2 separate regions of the Sus scrofa genome follow, and region 2 is linked to region 1. A link is a contact called in public Hi-C data. All regions are on one chromosome and are shown on one strand. The core of a region is the stretch at or near the end of the contact, and the rest is flanking DNA. Distances in the headings are between cores, read along the strand shown. Region 1 overlaps LOC102159588 (a long non-coding RNA gene). Region 2 has its middle 300 kb from the start of FOXO1.

Region 1 (5,136 bases), core at 736-3,235:
GTGCTGCAGGTGCAAATAACACCAGCAAAGGTCCAGGGACCCCGAAGAGAACTATCTCCTCCAGGGAGGTAAGAACTGCCCCACAAGAGATGGGGTAGTGGCAGTGGAGGAAAAGCATGACCTTGAATGTCCAAAGGAGTTTGACATGTAACCTCCAGACACTAGGAAGCCATTGAAGGCTTTGAAGCAGGTGAGTTCATGGACCAGATCTGGGTTTTAGAACATAAACTTTCTAAGCAAGCACAGCATGAACTGGCAAAGGTAGATTCCTGGGATGGGCACGTTCACTGGAACGTGGCTGCCACTGTCCAGGTGAAAGACGGTAGGGGCCCAAGTGAAGGCGCCAATCTGAAGAGGCCAAAAGACCACGAGGAGATCAATCTATAAGCCTAAGGAGGAGCTGAAAAACATCCCTGCCCTGATGACCACGTGGTCCAAAGAATGCCGCTGATTAAACATGCCTCAGGGAGGAAGAGTGTGTACGAGGCAGGCTGACACCTTGGGTTCTAATTCGTTCCTCACTGCAGTTAGAGCATCACGGTTTGCACTGAACTCACAGACCTGGCCACAGCCCTCCGCTGCTCTGAGCTCTCGCGTGGACCACCTTCCTCAGCCTCATCAAGTTCCAACTCATTACCGCCTAGGCCTACATTCATCAGCTGCCTGCTTGATGGAAGTGGTGGCAGTAGGTGTCCTTTCAGGAAAGGGTGGCTACATGGTGAATTAAGAGGCAGCGCCTACCTTTTTTTAAATCAATGTTTTGAATTAATTAATACCTAATAATTCAATTTTTTGAATTAATTAGTGCAAGAAACATTTCCTGAGCGCCTCTGTGTAACCAGTACATTATCAAAGTAGCGAAAAGAACAGACAAAAATCCCCACCCTCGTGTAGGAGACACTCTGGTGAGAGAGGCAGATAATACCCAGCAAGAAAGTAATAGGGAGGCAGTGACAGTGTTAAGGGGGAAAGGTCGGGAAGAGAAGAGCAGGGGAGGGAAAAGGAAACCTTTACCTGAGGGAGAGGCCAATGCGAAGGTACTTGTTGGGTAAAATCCTGAAGGACGTGAGGGTGCCAGCCAAGGGACAGCAGGGGAAGAGCATCCCAGGCAGAGCACACAGCAAGTGCAAAGGCCCTGGGGTGGGAGCCTGACTGCCTCCTACACATCCTACCTTACTGAGGCTCACAAGCTCAGAGTCACTGATTTATTCATCTCTCCCATAAGCCAGACCATGTGCCAGGCACTTGAGATACCAGATGAATAAGTTTCACTGCCAGTAAATCCACACATAGAGACGAATGACAGGCTGATGCTGCTTAAAAACTCAAACTGACTCTTCTAACTCACGAGGTCAATGTTAGTTCAAAGGGACAATTTGGCTTTTTTCATTGGCTGTTTTCAGAGAGGGGCAATGTATCACTTTAAACATAAAATGTCACCCTTATCTATTTTATGTGTAGAGATGACACATTTACTATTTTATTTGAAAAAACGATTCTTCTGTTCAAAAGAGAAACGTGGTCTAACAGTTTCATAACCACTGGACTAAACCTGGAACTTCCCTGCCAGCCTGGACAACAACCCAGGGCTGACATGTCACCTATCACTAGGACTGAGCCACCACACAATTTCCATGCAATTCCACGACCCAACGCCAGCTCTGGACAACTCAGTTTAGACCTAATATGAGCATCCACAGGATTCAAACACAGCTGCTTAATTCAATTTTTAAAAATTTAATCACCCCCATTTTTTTTTTCCTCCAAGACACCAGCCAAGTGTTTGGACTGATTTTTTTCCAGAGAATTTACTGGTTCACATCACACAGACAGGAACTCTCTGTCCAAAGAACTTGCAGTTTCAAAGCGACGTGATGATGCAATGAGACATTTTGACCAAATTCCGTTCTGGATTTGATGATTCCACCCAAACGGAGAGGAGTGGCTGCTTCTGGTTTGAACCAGTTCTCCAGGCAGCAGAGCCTCTTACAAACATTACTGGACTGGGGATGTGGCTGCTGGATCTTCACCTCTGCCCTGCCACTAACTAGCTGGGCTAACTCTTACCAGTTTCCTCATCTGTTAGTGACCTATTTGAACCAGTTGATGTCAGAGGCTCTACTCGGCTTTTGAAATTCAGCAATCCCAAGCAACATCTCTTAAAGAACTGTTCTCCAACTTTGCCATCCTGGGTAAACATGATTGGGTCACGCTGAAATTTCCTGTTCTTGGTAATTACCATTAATTAGCAGAAATCTATGGCATAAAAAAATTAATCACAGTGCAAGAAGGATGATCATAGCTAGCCAGATGGTGACGAGATGAACTAAGAGGAGAAACTTCTTTTTCATTTCCAGAGCCCTGCTTCAGGAGTTTGCTGGCTTCTTGAACTTGGGTGGGTACCAGGAAGCCATTCGGGCTTGGCCTGGCTTTGAAAGACTCTGGGGCTGCTCTGAAGTTTCACCTGGAGCCTGGTCAGAAATAGGCTGTTGATGGTAGAGAGATCTACCTCTTTCTGTGTCTGAGGACAAAGGGCCTTCTGACAAGCAGGTAGAAGGAAGGCTCCTCAATCCAGACAGAGCAAGTCAGGGCCAAGTGTCTGTCCTGTTTGCTGTCAAGCTAAGAAGGGTATGGGGGGTGGGGGGGAGGAGGAAAAAAAAGCAAAACTTGCTGAAAGCCTCCTGCTGTTTGTGCCTCATCCTGGAAGGAAGGAAGAGAGTTTTACTAAGCTCGTCCCTTTGTGTCTGCATATCTGGGGGTGGGGGGAGGTAGCTTTTCAACCCAGAAACTTTGGGTTAGAATGTACCTTGTAAGCAGATCTGGGTTTCAGAATTCCTGGTGGAGTCTGGTCTCCGTCCTTCCTGTATTTATCTTTAAATCCTCATTGCCCTCCCTTCTCTTGTTATTTGATACCGATTCAGGTCAATGGCTCATGATTGAATTATTTTAAAACTTCACAGTAATTTCAGAGGAAAAAGAGAGCCCTTGAGATTCCCTAAAGTTTGCTTGTATGCAGAATGGCACATTCCATCTGCCAACCAGTGGAAATTTGTGATTTTGGTTTACCAACTGGATTCATTCATTCCATCCCCTTACCCCAGGGTGCTGGCCCCCTCGGGCACAGGAGAGGGCCCTGGCATCACCACCAGAGACCCAACCCATGCCTACATTTTCACCCAGGGTTTGGCCCCGGTGAAACTGTAGGAAAAGGCCTAATATGGCACGTGAGTGTTTAACCAAACTCAACGAATGATTAACTACAATGTGAGGAGAAAAACAATAACAGGAACCAACAATGGTACGAACACAGATGAATCATATGTCAGCCCTTGCTGATTGACGTCAGACTGGCTGCAAACGGTGTTTGACACGTTAGGGACAAGGTGACCTCCAGGCTCATACACTCCTGCTTCTTTACACTATTTTCCTTTTCCAGGTCCCATCTCTAAAGGTGTCCAGATGCAGAGCGGAGGGGCTCTTAGCAAGTCAGGGGACCAAATTTCAGAACTGCTGCCCTAAAGAGATTTAGATTATCTGAATTTATTCTAAAGAAAAAAAAAAACTTTAACAATTTCAGATTTCAAAACAAAAATTTATATTTATACGCTCTCTGATTTCCTTCATAAAGCATTGTTTACTTTTTCTTCTCTGCTTCTGTCACTATCACCCTTCCCTGTTTTTTCTTTTTCTTTTTTCCCATGGCCCTTATACTACCTGACGTATCACTGATTTGTCTGTCCTCCGTCCCCTACCCACCAGCATGGAAACCTTTTAAGAACAGGGATTATTATTATTATTAGCCTTTTTAGGGCCACACCAGCGGCACATGTATGTTCCCAGGTTAGGGGTCCAATCGGAGCTGTAGCTGCCGGCCTACCCCACAGCCACAGCCACAGCCACGCAGGAACTGAGCCGTGTCTGCGACCTACACCCACAGCTCATGGCAACACCAGATCCTTAACCCACCGAGCGAGGCCAGGGATCAAACCCACGTCCTCAGGGTTCCTAGTCGGATTCGTTTCCACTGCACCACGACGGGAACTCCCAGAACAGGGATTTTTTTATGTTCACTGTTCCCCAACATACAGATCACCACATAGGTCTCAGGGGTATCAGTGAATGAATAACTCTAATCAAATACCTATCTCAGGGTCTTCAGTAAATGTTTGTTATGGGAATTTGTAACTAGAGGGATAATTAAGTCTAAAAAGAAGGAAGCAAGCAAATTAACTGACCACCTGTGAGAGGATTTCAGTCATCATCATAATACTTATCATCACGTAAAGTACCTGTCCATGATTTCAGACGACATCGCCGGATGCTGACCAGCCCATGAACGGTGCGCTCTCGGTCCCCCTCCACGTGGTGTCTGAGGGTCTGGTAGGCTGACTCGGGTTTTGCTCATGACGGTGGACTACAGCAGGGTTCTAAGAAGGCAGGCAGAAGTCCTCAGGGCCTCTTGTGTTCAAGGACTCTCGAGGCCTTGGCTTGGGATCAGCACACCATCCTTGTTGCTCTTTTGGTGGTCCGAGCAAGCCCCAAGGCCGGCCTTATTCCAGGGCTTAGAAAGTCAATTTAATTCCCCGATGGGAGGAGCTACAAAATCACACTGCAGAGGAGGCAGAAACAGAGAGGGGTGCAGGGTTAGAGGCAGTTTTGCAATCAGCCAGGACGGTACCTACATTCACTTGATGGATTCTTCTCCACGCCTTAAAAATGAAGCCTATGTACCAAGTGCATGGAGTTAAAAGAACAAACGAAAAAGTATGTGTTAACTTTCATTACAACCATACAAATATACATACAAAAGGTCAGAGGACAAGGTTAAATAGGGATGACAGAATTTGCGTCTTTCACTATTTTTTTTTTTAAATCCTGACAGCCGTAGGGGAGAAGGCAAACCTCCTATCATATCTGCAGGCAGCGTGAGCCACGCTTCTTTCCCTCAATAGGATTTGGCTAAAGGACCCAGTGAATGAACAAAAGAATTATGGAGAGAAGAAGCAAATGACCTATTTTTTTTTTTCCTTTTTAGACAAAACGATTCAACCCCCAAATTCCATGCCAGACAATTCAGCTGACAGAAGGAATTTAACACGACATAGTGTGCTTGCTATTTCTAGGGAAACGGAGCTA
Region 2 (5,136 bases), core at 663-3,162, 170 kb after region 1:
CTTCCTAGTGAAGGACACGTGCTTGGTACCCACCTCGACGTGGTGATGCAAGGCCATTGTCTGTGCCGGCTCCCCCATAAAAGGGATGTGTCACCTCTGGGGATGCTGTGGCTGTGACTGGGAGTCCCAACCAGACGCTGCTCTGAGAATGCGCACAAAGGGGGGCCTGATAGGACACCTCTCACCTTTCTGACACATGCTCTACGTCAGCCTCCTGCCGGACAATGTAACCAGGAACCCACTTCCCGTGACTTTAAAGGCACTAACCTCAAACTCCAACAAGTTTCCTAAAATGTCACTAATATAGTAGAAAACACCTCTGTACTCACGTCTAAGCAATAAAACATCATGCTGAGGTGTAAAATGCCGCAAGCGTCGCTTTCCTGATCACCAAAAAATTAATACGTTTGTAACAAAGTGATGCCTGAATGATGTCCTAGGGCCCCTCTCTCAGCTCTAACCACCAAGGCACACACCCCAAGTGGACTTCAATGAGCCTTGAAAACAATTCAATGAGTTGTATTTAGAATGTAACGCAAGACGATTCCCACAAATCATTTTACTTAAATGTTGTATGGAGTTTGGGGGTCATATAGAGACACGTTTTTCTACATAATCATTGACATTGAAAACCACTGTGTTGAAAGATACATACATTCTATGAAGTTGGGTTTTAATAATTTGAGAAGCATTCTATTGAGAAAACTGTTCCCCAGGGAGACACTGTGGAGAGTGTATCTACCAGTTATTTGCCTAGAGGCAGACCTCATTGTATTGCGCTTTGCAGATTCTGCATTTTTACAGATTGAAGGTTTGTGGCAACCCTGTGTTGAGCAAGCTTTTTGGCACCATTTTCCCAACAGTATTATTATTATTATTTTTTTAGCCTCACCCATGACATATGGAAGTTCCCGGGCCAGTGATCGAACCTGTACCACAGCAGTGACCCGAGCCACCTCAGTGACAGAGCCATATCCTTAACCCCACTGCACCACAAGAGAACTCCTCAGTAGCATTACTTTTTAATGAAAGTATGCACATTGGTTTTTTTTTTTTTTTTAGACATAATGCTATTGCACACTTAATAGACATCTATGAACAGGGTAAAGATCACTTTTATATGCACTGGAAACCAAACCATTCTGTGACTCGCTTTAATGCCATATTCACTTTACTGCAGTGGCCAGGACTGAACACAACCTCCAAGGTCTGCCTGTATTTCACTATCCATCTCCCCTCACTGGACCATACGCCCTGCAAGAGCAGGGATTACTTCTCTTTGGCTGCTAGTCCCCAGTGCCTACAAAGGACTGGATGCAAGTCCTCTGAAGTCCTGTAAAGGAGGTGTGTGATGCGTGGTGGATGATTACAGCAGCAACATCAGGGAGATAATGGATTGCTAAAATCCTCGTTGTCTACGAGGAGAAGCTTTGAACAGAGCACTGGACCAAGGAGTCAGAGTCATGAGTCTGGAGTCCTGCCTGGCTCCTCAGTCACTCACTGTAACTTCAAGCCTCTTTTTCCTATCCAGGCTCCAGATTATCTACAAGGCTCCAGCTCCATTTGGTTCCAATGGGAATAAGCCTATCAGGCTCCTCAGGGAGAGAAAAAAAGCAGATACAGTCTCTACTGGGAGGAAGTAGGGGGCAGGGACCAAAAGAGAAAGAAGGCAGAGCGTCTGGTTTGGAAGATGAGGCTTCGCTTTGCCCTCTCTTGGGCACTCCCTTCTTGTCCCATCACTTAGCACTTCCTGGTGATGTTTAAAAACAGAGAAACCATTTCAGAGGTACCTACAGTGTTCCCGGAACTCCGTCTGCGTTCCCTTTCGCAACAGTTCTACCTGCAGAACAAAAGGGCGGTTGGGCTTTCCAGCAAAGAGGCACGAAGCTGTGGTTTCCCCTGAGGTGTCACCCATCCGGCAATGCTGCTTCTGGTTAGGTGTGTTCGCAGCTGCTGCTCCCCATGGCAGGCTCGCATGCAGACAGCGCGAGCTGGAGATCTTCCAGGGCTGTGTGTGGCGTCGGGTGCCGGGAGAGAGGCCAGCAGAGCAAAGAGAACGAGCCCTTGCCCCATTCAAGGCAGAGGTGGGCACCGGAGGAGGTGCCCGCCACCTGGAGGGACAGGTTCCTGACAGGTCGCCATCCTTCAGACGGTAGACAGGCGTTGATGAGGACTTAGCAGGCACTGCGCCAGCCCCTTTATGGACAAAACTGAATTTGGTTTTCAAGTAGCCTGAGGAGGTGGATCCTATTGTTCAGATGAAGAAATTGAGACTGAGCTTAGGTGACTTCCCGAAGGTCACACGGACAAGATATGGAAGAGGCAGGACTACATCCGTGTGGTCTGGCCCCAAGCTCAGTTCCTTAGCACCTCACACCCAAAGGAGTTCTGGGCTGGCCCTGACAGGGGGCCCTCCGCCCTGTGCCTGTGGCGGTGTTTCAGCTCCCCGGGGCCCTCGGGAATAGCCGCGAGCGCTCTTGCTGCTTCTGTCTTTACCAGTCCTTCCAACCACAGCCCTCCAAGTCCAGAGCAAGCTCTTTCTCACCATCGTGGCCAGAGTTCTACAAAAAGTGTGCGACGCTACTTCTCACCTCCCACTACCTGCCCACACCTGACTTATCAGGAAGCGTCAGATCTCGCCAAGATCACTACCCATCCCCATGTTGCTAAGTAGGCACTTTTTTTAGTCACTGTTTTACTTGATTTGTCAGCCCCTTTTGCCCTCTGAGCCATGACCTTGCTCTTCTGACCTGCTCTTCCTCTGGAAGCCTCACCACCGCCTCTCACCTTTCCTCCCTGCTCTCTGGCTGCCCGTCCCAGTGGGCCTTCGGTGCCCCCACACTTGAAGGTTGCGGCTTCTCTGAACTCTGTCCCGGGCCCTCCCTCTCACCCCGGACGCTCCCTGGGCGGGGTTTCACTCCCTCAGGCCTCTGACTGATGCCTGTGTTCCAGTGACCCCCAAATCTGCACTCCCCCGCAGCCTGCTCTGTGCTCGGCTCTCAGCCCCGTCCATTCAGCCCCGCAGCCCCGCCTCACCACCAGGAGGAGCAGAGCCTCCAGCACCCGCTGTGCTGAGTCTTCCTGCCTCGTTTCTCCCCCCCAGATACTCCAGCCTTTCAGGAGCACTGGCTCTTCCTCTTCCGAGCCATTGTCCCCTCGTCCGGTGAACTCCTGAGCCCTCCTGCTCCCTGGCTCCGTTCCACTCACCCGTCAGACCTGACCGCGGACATCACTGCCTCCAGGAAGCGGGAGGCATCAGCCGGGGGGTTCCCACCACCCTGCACGCTGCCCCCTCCGAGCACGGATTCCGGTGTCCTGCAATGGCCTGTTTCCTGAGTCTCTGGCCTCCCCTGGACCAGAGAGTTACGCCTTAATCCTCACTACCTAGTATAGTTCTTGATCTGCGTATTAGAGGAATTCCGCTAACACTGGTCGAGCGGAGGAAGGATGAATGGACAGACGACTGGGGATGATGTGCCACTGCCTCTGTTCTCAAACCGGCTCAAGTCTGACAAGCCCACAGCTCCGGCAATTCACGGTGAAGCGAGCCGGCTGTGATCCACAGGCCCTGATTCCCAGCGAGTCCTCTTCATCCAGCGCAGGCAATACTTGCTCATAAGAACTGACACTCAGCTCTGTCTTTGGAGTCCCATCCACGCCAACCACCTTAACCACCAAGACGCTCCCCCTTGGCCTGCTCCTCCTCTCGTTCCTTCTCTGAGCATGTTATCCAACTGCATCTTCTGGCTGCTGCTGCTGCTGCTGCTAGTGACCAAGCCTGGCCACCAACTGTGCACAGGTGGGGGCTGGCGCAGTGCCCTGAGCACTGCAGGTCCGGCCGGTCGCTGCCTGGCATCCTCGGTCCCAAGGGGAGCCTTCCTCCCCAGGAGCCCCTTGATGCAGGAGCTCTGGATCTGTTCGGGAAGTCTTCCTGCGTGTGTGTGCACGCACATACCTGTTCAACCAACACCCCAGACAGAGCCAGACCCGGCTCCCTCCAACACTGTGCAACCCTGTAGGGAAGGCAGCAAAGGTCCGCTGTGCCCTCCTGACTCAGCCTAATTCTGGCTGGAAGTAGCCCAAACGGGCCACATGGGTGGAAAAACACAAGCCTTTCCATTGACCCTCCAGATGTTTGCAGATATTGTCATGTTGGTGGCTAGAAAACATCTGGATGTCTGCTTGACCCTGCATCCACTGTTTGCCCAGAGGCTTGCTGTCTGTCATATAAAACGCCAAAGGCATCATCTCTCTTTTCCCCTCAAATGTGCCATTTCTTTCCCTCCATTGCATCCAGAAGGTGCTCTCCGCATGCGATGGCATTTCAGAGCGAGCATGACTGACTGAGTCCTCTCATCGGATCTTTGCACAGATCACACCACTGCCAGGACTGGCTGGGGACTCGACACTCAGAAGCGCTGGGCTCCCCCTTGGCGCTGGCCAGCCCGTGGTTCCAACCGTCCTGGACAAGCTGCCTGACCCTCACCCCTCGGCTTCCTCCCCTGCACGATCCCCATTCCTAGCGCTTCTCTCTGCTGCTCCCAGAGGAATGTATTAATAGAAGCCGGAGCCTTTTTTGTTTCTTGAGAGAAAAGTTTCTATAAATACAAAACGCTGTTATGATGTGACCCTATTATTCACCAACCAAACAATTCTCCCTGCACATCTGTGATTTGAAGGTTTGTTCATGAGAGGGCTCCTTGCTACCAAAGTTAGTTGAATTCATTTTAACACATTCAAGTAACCCTCAAAATGGATTTATTTTTCAGTACCAAGCACATTTATCTATTTATTAATCAATTATCAGTCAGTTGGTTCCATAAATGCTTGTTTCACCACTACCGTGTGATAGGCTTTGGAGTGTATGATAAGGACACAAAGGCAAACAGGACTTGAACTTGTTCTCAAACCGCTTACCCTCTGTACAAGTTTGCTTGGGCTACCAGAACAAAACACCACGCTCGGGGCCTAAATAGCAGAACTTTATTTCTTCACAGTTCTGGAGGTGGGACCTCCAGGGTCAAGGTGCTGGCAGGTTTGATTTCTTTGGAGGCCTCTCTTGGTCGGGCAGATGGCCCTCTTCTCATCCTGTCCTCACCTGGTCTTTCCTCTGTGCACCCACGTCCCTGGTGCCTT

The links. A called contact is a pair of places that touch in the nucleus more often than the background predicts.
Region 2: a contact with region 1 is called in a Hi-C map of omental adipose tissue, with 1.5 times the contacts expected there. The contact joins two enhancer-like sites. A contact is called at or near these places in 1 of 5 promoter capture datasets (liver) and 3 of 47 Hi-C or Micro-C datasets (alveolar macrophages, heart right ventricle and omental adipose tissue).

What each region holds. Positions count from the first base shown.
Region 1 is chr11:14,940,281-14,945,416 of Sscrofa11.1, forward strand. It overlaps LOC102159588 (a long non-coding RNA gene), which reads right to left. Exons shown (of 7, transcript XR_002336533.1): 2 at 4,290-4,609. Among named protein-coding and RNA genes, the nearest start is that of COG6, 370 kb to the left of the region's middle. Within about 2 kb of position 1,986, at least 15 of the 83 cell types and tissues checked have an H3K27ac peak or open chromatin away from gene starts, as enhancers often do. A contact at or near this core is called in liver and omental adipose tissue, where this site is marked.
Region 2 is chr11:15,111,114-15,116,249 of Sscrofa11.1, forward strand. No RefSeq gene overlaps it. Among named protein-coding and RNA genes, the nearest start is that of FOXO1, 300 kb to the right of the region's middle. Within about 2 kb of position 1,913, at least 16 of the 83 cell types and tissues checked have an H3K27ac peak or open chromatin away from gene starts, as enhancers often do. A contact at or near this core is called in liver and omental adipose tissue, where this site is marked.